Linked DNA regions of Sus scrofa: all the other regions are linked to region 1. A link is a contact called in public Hi-C and HiChIP or PLAC-seq data. All regions are on one chromosome and are shown on one strand. Each heading gives the region's core, a stretch centred on a gene start, on an enhancer-like site or on the middle of the called end of the contact. The rest is flanking DNA. Distances are from core to core; before and after follow the strand shown.

Evidence for each region. Hi-C and Micro-C count contacts between places; a contact is called where the count stands out from the background. HiChIP or PLAC-seq counts read pairs in DNA pulled down with a chosen protein or histone mark.
Region 2: an H3K27ac HiChIP or PLAC-seq map of skeletal muscle shows a contact between it and region 1, with 5 times the contacts expected there. The contact joins the enhancer-like site here to the promoter of WNT11 in region 1. A contact is called at or near these places in 4 of 5 promoter capture datasets (fetal liver, liver and skeletal muscle), 25 of 47 Hi-C or Micro-C datasets (blood, brain, embryonic fibroblasts and 14 more) and 1 of 2 datasets of contacts at active chromatin or transcription factors (skeletal muscle).
Region 3: a Hi-C map of skeletal muscle shows a contact between it and region 1, with 8 times the contacts expected there. The contact joins the enhancer-like site here to the promoter of WNT11 in region 1. A contact is called at or near these places in 4 of 5 promoter capture datasets (fetal liver, fetal skeletal muscle, liver and 1 more), 8 of 47 Hi-C or Micro-C datasets (embryonic fibroblasts, fetal skeletal muscle, liver and 2 more) and 1 of 2 datasets of contacts at active chromatin or transcription factors (skeletal muscle).

What each region holds. Positions count from the first base shown.
Region 1 is chr9:10,433,764-10,436,463 of Sscrofa11.1, reverse strand. It overlaps WNT11 (protein Wnt-11), which reads left to right and starts at 1,306. Exons shown (of 6, transcript XM_005667138.3): 1 at 1,306-1,629.
Region 2 is chr9:10,510,936-10,513,635 of Sscrofa11.1, reverse strand. All of the region lies in intron 2 of LOC102162516 (a long non-coding RNA gene), which reads left to right. Among named protein-coding and RNA genes, the nearest start is that of THAP12, 54 kb to the left of the region's middle. Within about 2 kb of position 1,250, at least 5 of the 83 cell types and tissues checked have an H3K27ac peak or open chromatin away from gene starts, as enhancers often do. A contact at or near this core is called in skeletal muscle, where this site is marked.
Region 3 is chr9:10,528,889-10,531,671 of Sscrofa11.1, reverse strand. No RefSeq gene overlaps it. Among named protein-coding and RNA genes, the nearest start is that of THAP12, 36 kb to the left of the region's middle. Within about 2 kb of position 1,496, at least 17 of the 83 cell types and tissues checked have an H3K27ac peak or open chromatin away from gene starts, as enhancers often do. A contact at or near this core is called in fetal skeletal muscle, mesenteric adipose tissue and skeletal muscle, where this site is marked.

The DNA.
Region 1 (2,700 bases), core at 57-2,556:
GTGGCTATGGCTCTGACTTGACCCCTAGCCTGGGAACCTCCATTTGCCATGGGTGTGGCCTAAAAAGCAAAACAAAAAAGCAAAGATAGAAAAGGAAAATGTGTACGGCCATTTCCCCTGTATGTGCAACTGAGTGTGTGGGGGCCTACGGTGTGTCCGAGGATCTCCTGAGTGTGTTTGTGACCACTTGTGGGGAGATCAGTCCCAGCCCTGTGCAGAAAGGGGACTGGCTGCTTACGTGCAGGGGCACTTGCATGGCTGAGAACCTGCGGTGGACTCTGGGCTCAGACGTGGGCATCGTTTGCCGTTACAGCCAGGTTAAGACAGCCTAGGGGTGCTGTTCATGGGTGCCTACAAGGAACTGGGGAAAGAGTACCAAGCATTTTTTTGAAATCTGAAAGAAGCCCCCTTTCACTAAATCTATTTCCCCTTCTGCTAAAGAACTAGATTATTCTTGAGATCATCCTTGGGGTTGGGGCCCCTGAGGTGGGGAGTGGGAGAGACAGAAGTTAGGGCAACCACAGTAACCAACCGGGGCAGGTAGAAAGGGGAGGGGGCACAGTCAGCCAGGGAGGGCCCAGGTGGGCGTGGAACCAGTCCCAGGGAAGTCTCCCCAGAAATACAGCCCCAGCCCCAACCCCAGGCAAGGTTCTACACCCGCAAGGAGCACTCTTCCTTCTCTTTAGCTTCTGAAACCAGCCCTCTGCTGGTGGTTCCTTGGAGACCAGGGCAAGGTACCCAGAAGACTCCCTAAGAGTCATCCCAGAGATGGGACGCCTGCCTCCTTGGTGCCAAGGTTACAGCGCCTTCTCAGGGCAGAGCCGTGGCGCCTCCTTTCTTCGCTGAGAGTCCGCAGACCTGGAACCAGCGATCTGGAGAGGCAACCCTGTGAAGGCTGGACTGGGACACCGAGGCAGCTCTCGGGGTCCCCGATGTCTGCCGGGACCTGAGCTACAGGATCAACACCGAGGGATGCCTGGGCCCCAGACCGAGACCTAAGTCGGACTTTCGCCTGAGCCCCAGGCTTCCTCCTCTGCCAAACCAGACGGGGTGGAGGGCTTGCTGTGAGGTTGAGAAACCGGCCTTACCTGGGCCCCACGCACCCCAGGCACGCAGTAGGCTCGCAGCCCGCACGCTCAGTTAACACCAGCTGCAGTTACAGTCTGTAAGTCTCCTCTTTGGAACGCAACAGGGTGCGACGTCCTCTCGTGCCGCTGGCGCCGCGGGTCCGTGGCATCCGCGGGGACCCCGCCCCCGCCCCCCGCGCGCGGCGCGAGCCACCCGGTGGGGTTTCGGCGCGCTGACGTGGGCGGATCAAAGCAGCTGCCCGCGCCTTATAAAGCAGTTCGGGCAGCCGGGGCGGGAGACGGTGCCGGCTGAGCAGGAGAGCTCGGGCGAGCGGGCGAGCGCAGGCCCCGGCAGCCGAGCCCCCTCCAGAGCGGCCTGAGTCCGCGCCCCGGTCCCCGAGAGCCCCGAGCCGGCCGCTGCTCGCCAGGATCCCGGGCGTCCTTCTCCTGCCGCAAGTGAAGAGTGCGCCCTCGCCGCCGGCCCAGCAGGGAGAGCGCTCGGGTCCGCTGGGGGCCGCGCTCGCCGCTCCCCGGCCGGCCCCTCCAGGCGAGGGCCCAGGAGGTGAGCTGCGGCCGCGGGCACCGGGCGAGAGCTCCGCGGGGACCTGCCAGGGCGGCGGGGGGCTACGGGCGCCCGAATCCGAGGGGGACGGCGCGATCCCGTCGGGCGCTCGCTCCCGGGTAGGCAAAGCAAGCCCTTTTCCATGCCTCTCCTCCGCCGCTCTCCCAGGCATTCCCCCCACTCACCGCAGTCCCGCGGGGCTGGGGGCGCCGGCTTTATGCGGACGAATGGTGCAGGGGGGCCGTGCATTTCCCGCGGGCCGCCGCAAGCCTACCCACCCCCCTTAAGACCCTCTCGCTCCCAGTCAGCCCGCGGATGAGGTCATGCCCGAGCCACCGCGGGGGTGGGGGACTTGGATCCTGCAGCAGGGGTGTGTGTGGCGGGACGGGAGAGGGTGGCCAAAGGCAGAGAACTACGGCAGTTCCTCCTAAATTGGGGGGTGGGGCGGACGCCTGGCTTTGAGACGGGCCCCCAGAAGCGGCCAGGGAGTGAACCGAGAGTTTGTTTACAGACCTGAGCTCCAGGCTCGGGGGTAGGGAGGAGGAAAGTCCTGTCCCGGCCCCCAGGCACATCTGGAGCCGCTCTGAACATCTGGCGGAGCTCGCGCACGAGCCCCACACCTCCCACCTCCCGGAGCTAAGGTACCTCCAAGACCCTCACGGCCCTTAGGCGCTCGGGGTCGGGCTCAGAGAGGGTTGTATGAGGTACCCCGAGTTCCCTCACCCCACCCTTCCCACTTCCAAAATAACCCCCACCCCTACCGCCGCCCCCTGGCGCACCGTCTGCAGCCCAGCAAACGCATCTCGCGGCCAGGGTCAAAGGCGGGGAGCGGGCCCCACCTCGCTAGGCGTCGCAGGTAACCTTGAAGCAGTGGCTCTGTGTCACGGATTCCCGGGGTCGGCTCTGCGAGCTGCGCAGCGACAGGCTTCAGGCCGGGCCCGCGGCGACCTTCCGCGCGGCGTGGACACGCAGCCCCGGCGCGCAGTGCCGGCTCCAGGCCCAGCGCAGGCTCTTCGGGGAAGGGGAAGCTTTGTGTCTCCCCGCCGGCTTTGGCTCAGAGGAGACAGCCAC
Region 2 (2,700 bases), core at 1-2,500, 77 kb before region 1:
CCCTCTCCCTTCCCAGGGAAGGCGCACTGGGGGTGCTCGCCCTGCCAGTCTCAGAGAGAAGGGACAGGCATTGACTGAGCTCCCACTGCTGCTTGGTATACATGGCTTCTCTGCCGGTCCTCATAGCCACTCTATGTGGTGTGGGTGTCACCAACCCTGATGGCCCACTGAGACCCCACATTGCCAAGCCGCTAAGTCCGGGAGCCAGGATTTGAAGATGTAAGTCTTTCTGAATCCTTACAGATTCAGAAGCTGTCCCCATTCGTGCGTCGGGAAAGACCAGTATTGCTTTGTCTTGAAATGATTGTAGCCGGTGAGAATGACCATGCATTTCAGCGGCGTGTTGTAGAGGAAGGGAGTGACTGGGCCAGTTCTCGGGGACGGGGGCTGGAGGAGAGGACCTGCCCTTACTGGTTGGTGTTCAGCCCTGGCTCAGGAGGAGTTGCCTCTTGGGGCCCTGAGGACAGAGACATCCTTGGCCCTTGCCACTGGCTGGGGTGTCCTTCCCCGTCCCCGCTCCAAGGGGTAGGCGAGACAAGTCTGAGGAGGGGTGGAGAACCAGGATTTGGGTGGGGGCTGACTTAATAGTGGGGTGTCCCTTGCGAGGGCTCCTGTGACTTGCCTTCCCGTGGGGCTCTCCTGCCTCTGTGCTCCCTGCCCGACTGGGAATCCAGCCCTGGGGCTCCTTGTCCCACAGACTCGACCTGCTCCACGAAGCCTCTGAGCACCCGAGCCTGGACTGGCCTTTGCGCTCTGCTCCCTTGTGAATTGTTGTCGCAGAAGTTCCATGTTGTCATTGACTAGTTATGTGGTTGTTTCCCCATCAGACCGGGAGTTCCCTGAGGGCAGGGCTTGTCTGATTCTTCTCTGAGTCTGCAGCTCCCATGACACGGGCAGGAAGGAAGGTTGTTGGCTGAGTGAATAATTGAATGAAGGAATGAATGGATGCAAGAAACAGGCAGCACACATATCCCCAGTTGACGAGCCTTGGGCTTCAGGTCTGTCGCCAGCCGCTGGGTGATGTTGGGCCAAGCCCTGTCGCCCTCTGGTTTCAAATCTTCCATCTGTCCACTGGGGGGATGGGGACCTTCCAGCTGCCGCGCAGAAACCAGGAGTCAGCATGAAGCTGCCCCCTCCCCACCCTTGTCCCCGCAGCCCCTCCCCTGAGCCCCAGCGAGGTAGGGTGGGGGAAGGACCTATCAAGTTACTTTAGTCCCATGCTGTCACCTTGGAAACGCTCCATCTCAGCTCTGATGGCTCTGCCCTGAGCAAGCCTGCTTGGCCAGCGGACCCACTGACCTCAGCCAGGGCTTGCTGGGGGCAGGTCCCGCCCTCTTCTCCCAGGGTTGGGGTCTGCAGTGCTCTGCAAGTGGCCGAGCCGGCACCCCTCCCCGCAGCCCAGGGGGCCAGCCTCTCAGGGGCGAATGTGGGACCCAAAGCGGCAGGGGCCAGACGGGCTCTGAGCATTGAGTGGCCCAGCTGGGAATCTGAAATCGTCTTTTTTTTTTCATTTAATTTTTTTTAATTTTAAAAATTTTATTGCAGTATAGTTGATTTACAATGTTGTGTTCCTTTCTGCAAGTGACTCAGACATGTATGTCCTTTTTCATGTTCTTTTCCTTTTTTTTTTGTTTTTTTGTTTTTTTGCCTCTTTTAGGGCTGCTCTGGCAACATGTGGAGGTTCCCAGGCTAGGGTCCAATCGGAGCTGTAGTCGCCAGCCTACGCCAGAGCCACAGCAACGCCAGATCTGAGCTGTGTCTGCGACCTACACCACAGCTCATGGCAACGCCGGATCCTTAACCCCCTGAGCAAGGCCAGGGATCAAACCGGCAACCTCATGGTTCCTAGTCGGGTTCGTTAACCACTGCGCCATGACGGGAACTCCCATGTTCTTTTCCATTATGATTTATCACAGGCTAGTGAATGGTGTTCCCTGTTTATCCGTCCTGTATATAATAGTTTGCCTCTGCTAATCCCAGTCTCCCACATCTTCCCTCCCCTGCCCTGTCCTTGGCAACCACGAGTCTGTTCTCTATATCTGTGAGTCTGTTTTTGTTTTTATTTCACGTGTCCAGTGATGCCATATGGTATTTTTCTCTTTCTGACTTACTTCGCTTAGTATGAGACTCTCTAGTCCAGCCTTGTGGCTGCAAATGGCATTGGTTCATCCTTTTTAATGACTGGGTAGTATTCCATTGTTTATATGTACCACATCTTCTTAATTCATTCACCTCTCGGATATTTAGGTTGTTTCCTTGTCTTGGTTATTGGAAATAGTGTTTCTAGTTGCCTCCTTAGCACAGTAGGCAGTGTGTCAGTCTCATAATCTGAAGGAAATAGTGTTTCTATAAATATAGGGGTGCATGCATCTTTTTAAATTAGAGTTTTGTCTGGATATATGCCCAGGAGGGGGATTGCTGGATCACATGGCAATTCTATTTTTAGTTTTTTGAGGAACCTCCCGTACTCTTCCACAGTGGCTGCACCAATTTGCATTCTCACCAACAGTGTAAGAGGGCTCCCTTTTCTCCACACCCTGTTCAGCGTTTATTATTTGTAGATTTTTTTAAAAATTAAGGCCACTGTGACTGGTTTGAAGTGGTACTTCATTGTAGTTCTGATTTGTATTTCTTTATAATTAATGAAGTGGAGCGTCTTTTCATGTGCCAATTGGCCATCTGAGTGTCTTTGGTGAAATG
Region 3 (2,783 bases), core at 247-2,746, 95 kb before region 1:
TCTTGTTTGGCCCCATACCAGCTTTGTTATTCTGGGCAAGTTTCTTGATTTCCCTAAGCATCAATTCCTTTTTTGGGGGGGGGGGTCCTTTTTGTCTTTTTAGTGCCGTTCCCGCGGCAGGCATATGGAGGTTCCCAGGCTAGGGGTCTAATCGGAGATGTAGCCATCGGCCTATGTCAGAGCCACAGTGGCACAGGATCCGAGCCATGTCTGCGACCTACACCACAGCTCATGGCAAGGGCAACGCCGGATCCTTAACCCACTGAGCAAGGCCAGGGATCGAACCCGCAGCCTCATGGTTCCTAGTCGGATTCCCTAACCACTGAGCCGTGACGGGAACTCCCAATTCATTTTTAAAATGGTCTATAAATTGCCCGGGCATAGGAGGTGAGAAGTTAAGGTTGTTTGAGTTTGTATTTTGATTCATTTTAGAAAGGGGTCAATAGAACCTATTTTTTGTAAAGTTGGAGTTTGCTATATTTTTTAAAAAACTATATGTATATATAGAGTCATTTTAGGATAGCAAAACACAGAACAGTGGATCTCAATCAGGGACACTTTCACACCCCAGGTGACATTTGGCCGTGTTGGGAGGCATTTGGGTTGTCACAGCAGGGGGCAGGGAGGGGGACAGGAAGCTAGTGGCATCTGGTGTGTAGAGTCTAAGGATGCTGCCAAACATCCTACATTGTGCAGGACTGGCCCCCAAAACAAAGGATTTTCTGGCCCCAAATATCCATGGCATGAGGCTAAGAAACCCTGGCATAGAGATTAAGGATGTGGATTGTGGAGCCCAGTTCTCTGGAATTAACCCTAGTTCCGCTGCCTGCTACCTGTCTATCCTTGGGCCCCTTCCTTGACCTCTCATCTGAGAGGAATAGTACGTTTCTGCCAAAGGGCGTGTGTGTGAGGATCACTAAGACCTAAGGTTCGCAGAGCATCGCGAATAGAGACTGGCTTCCATGGGCTCCCAGTGAGTGTCCACTCTTGTTTTAAAAACTTTTGAATAAGCACCAGACTTTGAATAAGCACAATACCTGGTGGCCGAGACCAGGACCTCAGGTAAGTTACTTAACTCCTTGTGCCTCAGTGTCTTCATTTGCTAAAAAAATATTGTGGCGGACAGATGAGATGAAGGGTAAGACAGCATGATGGAAGCCGTGGAACATCTGGCAGCAAATCCACTGGTATCATTATTATTGTCTCAGACTCCAGTAAGAGAATGTTCTGGGGGTGAAGCAATAAACTCTCCTGGGCCAGGCTGTAACTCAGCAGAAGGGACAGCAGAGAGAGGAGGTGCTCAGAGCAGGCCCAGGACGGCGCCTTAAGTGCATCCTCAGCTGTGAGTCCAGGAAGTCGCCGTTATTGCCTGGTTATGTGCAAGCTGCGTCCTGGCTTCACATACCACTTTCCCCGGAGGCGCTCTTGGCGACCCAGCAGACACGCCTGCTCTGCAGGCTCCTAGCTCTGGGAAAAACAACAGCTCAGATGGAAAGAGTGCCCCGAAAGCCCCTGGCCAGGGATCTGCTCCTCCTCTGTCTTCTCTGGCAGCAGTTCTCTGAGCTCTCGGATGACAAAACTGGATTCCTGGCCCGGACTCCAAGGCGCTCTGGCTGCAGCCACACAGGATTGAGTGAGGGTTATTATTATCTTCAACAATTATTGGCAAACAGTAATCTAGCAGGGACGGTGTCAAGCTAGTCACATAAATAAACTCATAATTCTCAGAACAACCTTGTGAAACTGAGTATTATGACCTTATTGCTGATGCTGTCACTGAGGCTCAGAGCCATTAAACAACTTGCCCAGAATGCGCAGAGCCAGATGCACATTGCTCTCAACCAACACCCGCAGCATCGCAAGCCAGAATGTGCACAGAGCCTAGCGAACACTAGGCACTTAATGTTTGTTCACTGTGTTTAATGAATCAGTGTCAAAGGGCGAATCTCGAACCAGCGTGCCCCTCATCCAGCTCTGCCCATCCTGCCGCTCACCGCCCCCTGCCCTGTCCCTGCTGGGCTCCCAGTGCCTGCTCACTCTCGCCTAGGGGCTCAGTGCCCTCTCGGCAGCAAGTAAAACTGTTCTTTCAGGGGCCTTCAAGTGACAGTTGCAGAGACTAGCCCGCTGCTCCATCTGGTGATACTGCTCTGTGCCAAGCACTTGGGGGGGAGCTTGGGGACACAGTGCTGAGTCATCCCCAGCACCTGACTGAGGGGAGTCCACATCTGTGCGAGGGGGAGGGGGCGAGAGGGGAGACGGACGAGGAAACCAGCTGGCCACCAGCAGCGTGATCCAAGCAGCCCTTCAAGGGAAAGGCGCAGGGACGTCTTCCCGAGGCTGAAGCTGCTTTTGAAATTCACATACCTGTACTTGGCATAGACTGGGCCACAGCTGCTTTCTTCCATCCGTCCCAATTTACCTCTCATTCTGTCCTGACACCACACAATGGAAAACTAAGAAACAGTCTCTCTAGCAGCTCAGAATCCACACTGGGAAAAAGGGATCGAGAAACTGCTGTTAAGAACCTACTGTGTGGAATTCCCGTTGTGGTGCAGTGGAAACGAATCCGACTAGGAACCATAAGGTCGCAGGTTCAATCCCTGGCCTCGCTCAGTGGGTTAAGGACCCAGTGTTGCCATGAGCTGTGGTGTAGATTGCAGCATGGCTTGGATATGGCACTGCTGTGGCTGTGGTGTAGGCCACTGGCTACAGCTCTGATAAGACCCCTAGCTGGCAACCTCCATATGCGTGGGTACGGCCCTAAAAAGATAAAGGCAAAAAGA